Linked DNA regions of Zea mays: region 2 is linked to region 1. The links are chromatin contacts, called in public Hi-C maps. All regions are on one chromosome and are shown on one strand. The core of a region is the stretch at or near the end of the contact, and the rest is flanking DNA. Distances in the headings are between cores, read along the strand shown.

Evidence for each region. Hi-C and Micro-C count contacts between places; a contact is called where the count stands out from the background.
Region 2: a contact with region 1 is called in a Hi-C map of bundle sheath, with 3 times the contacts expected there. The contact joins the promoter of LOC100126887 here to the promoter of LOC100286355 in region 1. A contact is called at or near these places in 8 of 25 Hi-C or Micro-C datasets (bundle sheath, ear, endosperm and 2 more).

The regions. Positions count from the first base shown.
Region 1 is chr1:249,174,970-249,179,768 of Zm-B73-REFERENCE-NAM-5.0, reverse strand. It overlaps LOC100286355 (TPD1), which reads right to left and starts at 3,315. Exons shown (of 2, transcript NM_001159242.2): 1 at 3,039-3,315; 2 at 2,413-2,933. The coding sequence starts at 3,120. The coding sequence ends at 2,479.
Region 2 is chr1:249,354,383-249,359,569 of Zm-B73-REFERENCE-NAM-5.0, reverse strand. It overlaps LOC100126887 (cytochrome P-450 8), which reads right to left and starts at 2,944. Exons shown (of 2, transcript NM_001112599.2): 1 at 1,844-2,944; 2 at 661-1,656. The coding sequence starts at 2,866. The coding sequence ends at 1,033.

The DNA of each region.
Region 1 (4,799 bases), core at 2,066-4,565:
ATTAGAAACTCACGTACACAGCGATTACATAGTTGGACATCATCACACATTTCTCAAAATAATAGCGGAAATAGTACTTTATTACATCAAGATGTCCAAGACATCAACAGAGTCATTAACTTAACATATTCATTAACATAATCAAAGTGCGGATACGAAACGTAGAAGATAAGGCCTTCACAGGCAGCTGACTGGGGCTTTACCACTAAACACAACTAGAACTCATCGTAGTCCTGAAACTCCTCAAAGTCCTACATGTTGCCTTCATCTCCTCCTGAGCATTGATTGCAATAGGGACAACCTAGGGTTTGGGGGTTTTTAAAGCAAGGGTGAGTACACATCAACGTACTTAGTAAATGTTCCGTTTTGCTAAAGTGGACTAGTTGTATGTGGAGTTAAGGTTAAAACAGTTGTTTTTAGTTGGTCAGGTATTTATTACTAGTAGAAAGCCAAGTTTTAGTAATAAACCCAATTTATTGCCCAAGAGTACTCCCTCCAAGAGGAAATACTAGAAACCATAGTTATAATCATCACCATTAATCAACATCATAAAAGTATCCAGAGTTATTCTAATCAAAGAGGATCCCAAGGCTGCACTTAACCGTGAGCACGACTGATATACCAGTTTCTAACACTCTGTAGAGGTTGCACACTTTACCTACGAGTCGTGAGATACCTTCCTAGCCTGGGTTGTCCAGATCCAATCTTCACTACCGAGGTGAATGGCCAGGGATTCACTGCGTAGCCTTTACAAAGATTTCCCAGAGGTCATAGTCACCCATTAGGTTTCTCTAGTTTGATAAACACAGTACTTCTCCCCGCAGGAAGGGTGACTAACAAAATCAAATCGAAAGAACATCGGCAACTAGCCTTGGCAAAGCAAGTACTGTGCCCGGACCCCATTGACGGCCCTACGGCAAAGCCGACTACACCTCAAGTTCCTCTAATTAATCAGCTAAGGGTGTCCCATTCCACCCTCGTGGTTGTACTGTTATCCCGGGTGGTCTCTCAACGAACAGGTCCTTACGGAGAGGTACTCAGAAAACAGCCTGAGTCCCCTAAAGTATCATATTGTGCTCCTATTTATAGTGTCGAGATACAGCTTTGTATGAATTTATAAACATACCCATAAGTTCTATACATATGAGCTACAAATCTCGCAAGATTAAGGTGGACTTTTCCTCTCTCAACATTGTGCCAATCAGTCTTCTAGAATCTTCTCGCCCCCTTCTGCTTCATGTGCCACCGCTTTGGAGACAAAGCCTCTTCTCCTTTTCATCCCGTTAATCAGCCAGTCCACCAAGGCTCAAGATTCACTATAGTAACGAAAGCCATTTTCGACAGTTAAGAACCGCCAAAAATAAACTATTTTCGGTGGCATAAGGGTTATTTTCGGTGTTTTCTGGACGCAATAAAAGCCAAAAATAAGCTATTATTTTCGGCGGCCATACCCAGGCCACCGAAAATAAGAGCTATTTGTTGAAGCTTCTTAGCTTCGTCACATTCTTTACATTCTGGTTGAGACGAAGGTTGTGTCCTCTATCTGTTGATAATCCTAAGAACATATTTAATTGTTAGCACAATGTTTCGGGGACCTTCGACATTTTGTTATGTACACGATGGTTCACTTACAGCGACCTACAATTGGTTGCTAAAAGCGCCTTCAGCGATCTACGGTTGGTCGCTAAAACGACCTTGCTCTATAGCGACTCACCATTAATCTCTAATAGCCTCTATAGCGACCCACCATAAGTTGTTAAATTTCTAGACTTTTAGCGATCAACAGACCGTGGCTACAAAAGTATTTAGCGACCAACTATCAGTCTATAACTTTTAGCGACTAACACTTAGTACTAATAAGGGTCGCTAAAACTCAACCGTCGTGTAGTGGTAATAAAGATTATGATATTAGTTTATATACACTGAGTCGTCGTATACGTGAAAGTTGATCATATTATACATACGAGATGTATACTTAAATCCGAGAGTGGGCAACTAATGCAGAACAGAAAACTTATAGCGCGTGCTTTATTTTGGGTCCACCCGGGCCTAAAAATGGAAACCATCAAGGCCAGTTAAGTAGGCCAACTTTTAGGTCGGCTCGATGAAGCAATTCAATTCAGAGTTGTAAGATATACGTAGGAGATAGCTGCTCATCATCAGCATGTAGAACCGGCATGGGACGTGCTCTGCCCTGGCTGGCTGCCATGCAGGCAGGCAGATTAAACTTGACCGAGTAATAACTTCAATTTATTCACCAGAATATAGTATTAGACGTAAAAACGTGTAGCGACAACAACGACCGTAGAAATAGTTAGACACACACAAACACAATGCAGATCGAAGTACACATACGTAGACTACTCAACACAACACCAACACGTACGTGGAACTAGCTAGCTACTCCAGGTGTTATATATATATCATCACGGGCCGACGGCTTCAGTTATTTAACGGCACTGGCTCACCAGCAGTTATCTAACGGCAAGCGACGGACGCAACGCTGAGGTGGTACGAGAAGGAGTTGGAGTACTGGAAGGAGACGGTCTCGCTGGGCTCGAGCGCGCCACCGCCCTTGACGACGCAGTCGTTGAAGCCGACGCGCTGGAACTTGGCCGGGTCGACCAGCTCCGTGGACGCGAAGTCGCCGCAGGAGACGTGGACGTCGTAGACGGTGCACCCCCCGCTGCAGACGTTGATGATGCGCACGGTGTAGGCCGGGATGCCGCTGGGCAGAGGGTTGGCGCTGCTCTGGTACACCGCCACGTCCTCCCCGGAGCACCCGTCCGGCCCCATTCGAGCCGCCGTCGAGATAGCGAGCGGCGCGGGTGTGATGACCTGCATGTCACTACTACTGGTGTCGTTCATGCGCGCCGCCGCCGCCTTCTGCGTGGGCAAAGACAGATGGCGTCCAGAAGCAGCAGCAGCAGCAGCTGGTAAGGTTCACATTAGCCCAGTTAATTAGCCACGACTATATGTATGTATGCAAAGCTGCATATGTGCGTGCATGAATTAATAACACACGTACATACGTATACCTTGGGCTGTCGTTAGGATGAGCAGCAAGCTTGCCACAGTCGCCAGAGCTGCGCGTTCGTCCTCAAAGCGCCGTTGTCCCATGGCCTTGTCGATGGATCGCACCGCCACACCCCAGTCGTCCTCGCACTGTCTCGCGGTTTCACGTACGTCGTCTTCTGCTGGTCGTCGATCGATCTGTGGTTTCAGATCGATCGACTTGCCGTTTTGAACGTGGTACGAGAATGTCCGCCCGTCTCTCAGCCACTATAAATAGAAAGGCTAATAATAGTTTACTACTACTTTATAAAAGGGGGCAGCTTACTTATTTAATGAACAGTTTGCAACTTTGAATTGGTTTGTGTGCAGCACGGCCGGCCTAGCGAAGCTAGCTAGATAGTGCTACTAGAGTACATATGGTTGGTATTGATTCATCTATCATCATCCGACCGATTTTGGCTTCATTGTAGCATGCACTGGCCGTCTGGCCGGTATTTTTCTTATAAGAAAAGGGAAAAATAGAAAATGTTTGGTAAATAATACGTGAATAATATACAAATATTGTCTGCGTCAGAGAAACTGGAGTGGCCTGTACTGTAGTAGTATACCAGGGGACTAGGGTTTAGTACATATATATGTAGCGCTATCAATGTCGTCTGAACTGCCATCTGCACCGGCCATATATGCATGCATCTCATCATCAGTAGTACACACCTATGTAGCTGTACTGCTGCGGCATGCATGCGTTGTGCACGATACACGGGGGACCGATCAAGATTCAACGAGAGCAAACATGCATCCGCGACAAAAGCTCCAGTCCAAGAGTCGTCGTCGTCAGTCGTCACACGCGCGCGCGCATGCATGCATGAGAGTCGAGAAAGCAGCAAGTTGTTTAATTCTAGCAGCTCAGCTCGAGGCTGATGACCATTCAATACTGCTGCAACCGGCCTAGCAGAGATTACGACTACTCTACCAAGCTAGTAGTAGGTCGGTTCTGAGCTGAGACGGCCGGTGGCACGCAGAGTGGTGTCGTGGGGGTTCACTGCATGCATTGTCGTCCATGCATGTAGACATCGTACGTACTTGTCGGCAGATTAACTAGTCATGCATCGGTAACCGGAGCATTGGAACGAAGCTCACAAGACTTTGCTTAAATGTTCCCATCATCCCAATGCCAGCTACTCTAGTATAGTACGTACTATATGCCTAACTAACGACCAATCTTCCACAAAGTCGCACCATTAGGCTATTCACAATGGAGGTTTCATGGGGTGTTTCATGTATTAATTAGCCTGCCACATCAGCTATTTTGATGACATGTCACATCATTTAAGAAGGAAGAGTTTCATGGAGTTTCATGGGGATGAAACCATGTTAACTCGTTTCCAAGATCTTGGAAACTGTGTGAAACCTCCATTGAGAGTGTTTTGTTTGATCTTCATATAATTGAGTAAATCCTATTGGTTATTTATATGCAGCATTTAAGAAGTATGTTGACATATGAAATAGTGAGATGAAACTCTCTATTGAGAGAGGGTATTTCATTCATCCATAAATCTGATGTGGCATTTTTGGAAACAGAGACATGAAATCCCCATTGTGAGTAGCCTTAGCTGCAGCTTTTAAAGGTTATATGAAACCCAACTCCGCATGCAGAAAGATGGGTAACCTTTGTGGCTAGCGTCCCTACCACATGGAAACCCTGCATGTAGTGCTATCTAGTACTCTACTAGCATGCGTCGATGGTTATATTATATTAGCCGTCAAACCAAGGACAGATGGGT
Region 2 (5,187 bases), core at 1,695-4,194, 180 kb before region 1:
GTTCACTCGGTTACTATTCACTCGTCTACTGTTCGCGCTGGTGCGGGCTGATCTGATGCTGGCGCTGGTTGGGCCTGCCTTCACTGTTCACGCTGGTGCAGGCTGATCTACTCATGGCGCTGGTTGGGCCTTTTCCCCTAGACTTAGGCCGACGTTGGTTAGTCCATCCAATAAAGATGTTCATGAACAGTTAATCGACTAGGCCAAAACAATCTATAAATTAGAATGGAGGGCCCTATAGTATTGCAAGAGATTGTTCTGCATTATCATATATTACAACCAGGGGCAGGCAAACACATAAGGAACTACTCACGAACTATAAACCACAGAAATGAGTGCTTACCCAAACCATGGCACCTCTACATCCCTTGTTGCACTGAAAAAGAACCTGTTTAAGTGCTTGAATTGATATATTACAGCCAGCAGCAGGCAATCGAAATACGTGCTTCAAAAAGAACCTGATTAAGTTCTTTAGTGAACGCAAGTCTCATTTGACACCAGACGGCTCAATACTGTTGAAGTGCGTTGATTTCTTAAGACGACCGACTTGTAAATATTTGTAAAATAACTAGTTAATTAGTGGCCGATCTGGACATATATATAAGGGACATTTAGTTAATTAGTTCAATTAAACAGCAATATGTAAATAGCACGGTTCTTGATAATCACATTACAATACATATATATGTATATAATACATCAGACTTGAGAGCACACGACTTCCATGACTGGTCGACAAACACTGATCTATATGTAGTTTCTGCGCTGATACTGATGGGTGGTGGCGATCAAGACGCAAACATGTCTAGGGGTTAACTCCTAACACGCAGCTTTCCAAAATTGGAGCCCCGGTGATGGTGAGACTAAGACACACTCACTACCTTGCAAGAAACCAAACCCTAGGCTAAGGTGGAGGCACGAACGAACCGACGATCGAGAAGAAGCAAACTTTAGCGAAGACCACACAGACAGACAAAGATACCATCATCCATGCAAACAACGCGTGACGTGACGCGTCGGCGGCAGGACGGATCAGGCGGTGCGGGGGATGGCTGCGGCGACGAGCGGCGTCTTCATCTCCAGGGAGAGCTTGAGGACCTCGTCGAGGCAAACGGCCGCCGCGCCGTCAGGCAGGGCCCACTGGAAGGCGTGCACGAGGCGGGCAACCCAGAGGCCCACGGTGGTGAGGCCCAGGTTCTTGCCGGGGCAGACGCGACGCCCGGCGCCGAACGGGGCCAGGCGGAGGTCGACGCCGCGGACGTCCACGTCGGCGCCGCCCTCGGAGGGCAGGAACCGCTCCGGCGCGAACGCGTCCGGGTCGGCCCACACGGCGGCATCGTGGGTTATGGCCCACATATTCACCATCGCCGTGGTGCCAGCCGGGACCACCATGCCGTTGCAGAGTGGCACGTCGGCGGTGGCGAGGCGAGCCCAGCTCAGCAGCGGGCCAGGCGGGTGGGCGCGCAGCGTCTCCTTCACAACCGCCTGCAGGTACGGCATGCGCGCCACGTCGGCGTCGGTGGGGCAACCTCCGGCACCGACAGCCGCGTCGACCTCGGCGCGCACCCTCGCCTGCACCGCCGGGTGGCGCACCAGCTCCGCCATGCACCACTCGGTCAGAAGCGCCGTCGTGTCCGTACCGCGGAAGACCATCTCCTGCAAAAACAAATTATATGCATGTACAGTATGTTTTTTTCAGCGACAGAGCTTTGTTCTTTTTTTTCCCTTCCGGGAACAACCGACAGCCCGACACAAAACTGTAGAACCGACAGGTATGCGCAGTTGAGAACTGAGAAGTATGCGCAGTTAAACAAGCTAGGAAAGCGATCGATTTGAACTTTACCCAGAGGATGGCGACCATGTCGTCGTCGCCGAGCTTCTCGTCACCCTCGAGGGAGAGGAGCACGTCGACGAAGTCAGCATTGTCGTTGAGGGCGGCGGAGTTTTGGCGGCGGCGCCGGTGCTCGTCGATGACGCCACGGACGAAGGTCTGGACGCGCGGCACGAGCGCGGCGCACCGGCGGGTGACGTTGCTTGGGTCGTACAGGTGGGCGAGCCAGGGGAGGTGGTCGGACCAGTTGAAGGCGCCGAGGAGCTCGAACCCCTCGCGCACCATGCTCTTGAGATGCTCGGCCTCCGCGGCGCCGGCGCCTGATGTGACGTCGTACCGCGTGCCGAAGACGCTGCCCATGATGTTGTTGAGAGCGGCGGCCTGGAGGTGCGGGCGGAGGGCGACGGCGCCAGAGGCCGACTGTTCGGCGGCGATGGAGCGGAGCATGGCCTCCGCGTCACCTTGGCGTCCCGGCTCGTGCGAGGCGACCCGGCGCGGGGAGAATAGGTGCGTGGACGCGACGCGGCGGAGGCGGCGCCAGTACTCGCCGTTGGGCGCGAACCCGATGGCACGCGCGAACATGAGCTCCCGGGCCGACCGCTTCACAGGGCGGTCGGCGAATGACGGGTGCGCGAGCACCTCACGTGCCGTGGCCGGGCAGGACGACACGACCGCGGGCGTGTCACCGACGGAGAACGCCATGAGCTCCTTGGCCCGGGGCCCTGCGGCGCGGGCCATCTCGGCGAGGGCGCGGTGCGGCAGCCCGCGGGACAGCGCGAAGATGCTGCCGAACACGGGCAGACCACGGGGTCCCACGATAGGAGTGACGCCGAGGCGGCCGCGGCCGTTCGTCCACGCCGGACCGCCCGGCGACGTGGCCCACGCCAGCAGAGCCACCGAGACGGTGGCCAGAAAGATCAGGCCAGCCAGGAGGGCCGGGTGGGCGCACAGGGTGTCGGAGCCGAGCAGCGCCGGGAGCGCGTACACCCACCACGTGCCGTCCGTGCATGAGCAAGCCGCGGAGGCCATCGCCATGGACGAGTTGTTCTGGCTAGCTGCTTCTAGTAGCTGCTACGGTGCTACCTAGGCCTTGAGATGAGTGAGTGAATGGGTGAGGAACTTCGGCCACCGGAGTTAGGGTATTTATAGAGGAAGGCGCCTGGTGGGCTGGGGGTTTCCTTGGCGGTGGTTTGGGCTCTTGGCCTCTCGCACACAAGTATTTTGGTTTTGCTACATGGGTAACTGATGGGATGAAGCCTTTTGTGGCGGTGAAATATTTGGTTTCTACTTATCGGAAAAATCTACAGTGTAAATATATTATCAGCACTAGTTAATTGCATGTGTATCATTATAGTTTCTATATATCATATTGTCGGCGTTTCGAGACCGGGGGTCTCTTGGGCCGACGAGTGAGTGTCGCCGCGTGCCCCAGCCTAGATGGATCGAGCGCGAGGGCGAGCGCGAAGGGGGGAGAGCGAGGCGGCCGGAGACCGGCGTGAGAGAGGTGGGAATCCCGCGGCCTTCGTGTTCGTCCCGCGCCCAGGTCGGGTGCGCTTGCAGTAGGGGGTTACAAGCGTCCACGTGGGAGAGGGAGCGAGCGGCCCCAAGCGAGCGCCTGTCTCGTCCTCGTCCCCGCGCGGCCAACCTTCTCTGAGAGGGCCCTGGTCCTTCCTTTTATAGGTGTAAGGAGAGGATCCAGGTGTACAATGGGGGGTGTAGCAGAGTGCTACGTGTCTAGCGGGGGAGAGCTAGCGCCCTAAGTACATGCCGTCGTGGCAGCCGGAGAGATTTTGGCACCCAGCTGGTGCGATGTCGTGGCCGTCGGAGGAGCGATGGAGCCTGGCGGAGGGACAGCTGTCGGAGCGGTTGGGTCCTTGCTGACGTCCTCTTGCTTCCGTAAGGGGGCTGAGAGCCGCCGTCGTCACAGAGCATGCGGGGCGCCTTCATTGCCTATCTGGCGGAGCTAGCCAGATGGGACACCGGTCTGGTTCCCTGCGGCCCGAGTCAGCTCGGGGTAGGGTGATGATGGCGCCTCCTGTTGACGTGGCTGGCCTGCGCCCTAGGTTGGGCGATGTGGAGGCTCCTCCGAAGCCGAGGTCGAGTCTGTCTTCCGTGGCCGAGGCCGAGTCCGAGCCCCTGGGTCGGGCGAGGCGGAGGTCGTCGGCTGAGGCCAGGGCGGAGTCCGAGCCCTGGGGTCGGGCGAAGCGGAGTTCGTCGTCTTCTAGGACTTAGCCCGAGTCCGAGCCCTGGGTCGGGCGGAGCAGAGTTCGCCGTCTTCCGGGACTTAGCCCGAGTCTGAGCCCTGGGTCGGGCGGAGCGGAGTTCGCCGTCTTCCGGGACTTAGCCCGAGTCCGAGCCCTGGGTCGAGCAGAGCGGAGTTCGCCGTCTTCCGGGACTTAGCCCGAGTCCGAGCCCTGGGTCGGGCGGAGCGGAGTTCGCCGTCTTCTGGGACTTAGCCCGAGTCCGAGCCTTGGGTCGGGCGGAGCGGAGTTCGCCGTCTTCCGGGGCTGAGCCCGAGTCCGAGCCCTGGGTCGGGCGAAGCGGAGCTTCCTATGGTGCCTTCGGATGGGCCTGACTGCCTGTCAGCCTCACTCTGTCAAATGGCACCGCAGTCGGAGTGGCGCAGGCGGCGCTGTCCTTCTGTTAGGCCGGTCAGTGGAGCGGCGAAGTGACGGCGGTCACTTCGGCTCTGCCGGGGGGCGCGCGCGTCAGGATAAAGGTGTCAGGCCACCTTTGCATTAAATGCTCCTGCGACTTGGTCGGTCGGTGCGGCGATTTAGTCAGGGTTGCTTCTTAGCGAAGGCAGGGCCTTGGGCGAGCCGGAAATATGTTCGCCGTTGGAGGGGGGCCTCGGGCGAGACGGAAATCCTCCGGGGTCGGCTGCCCTTGTCCGAGGCTAGGCTCGGGCGAGGCGTGATCGAGTCGCTCGAATGGACTGATCCCTGACTTAGTCGCACCCATCAGGCCTTAGCAGCTTTATGCTGATGGGGGTTACCAGCTGAGAATTAGGAGTCTTGAGGGTACCCCTAATTATGGTCCCCGACAGTAGCCCCCGAGCCTCGAAGGGAGTGTTAGCACTCGCTTGGAGGCTTTCGTCGTACTTTTTTGCAAGGGGACTAGCCTTTCTCGGTTGCATTTTGTTCCGGTGGGTGCGCGCGAGCGCACCCGCCGGGTGTAGCCCCCGAGGCCTCGGAGGAGTGGTTTCACTCCTTCGAGGTCTTAATGCCTCGCGTAATGCTTCGGCTGGTCTGGTTGTTCCCTCATGCGAGCTGGCCGTAGCCCGGGTGTACGGTCGGGTCCCAAGTTCTCGGGCTGGTATGTTGACGCTGTCAACGGTTCGGCCGGAGCCGGGTTTG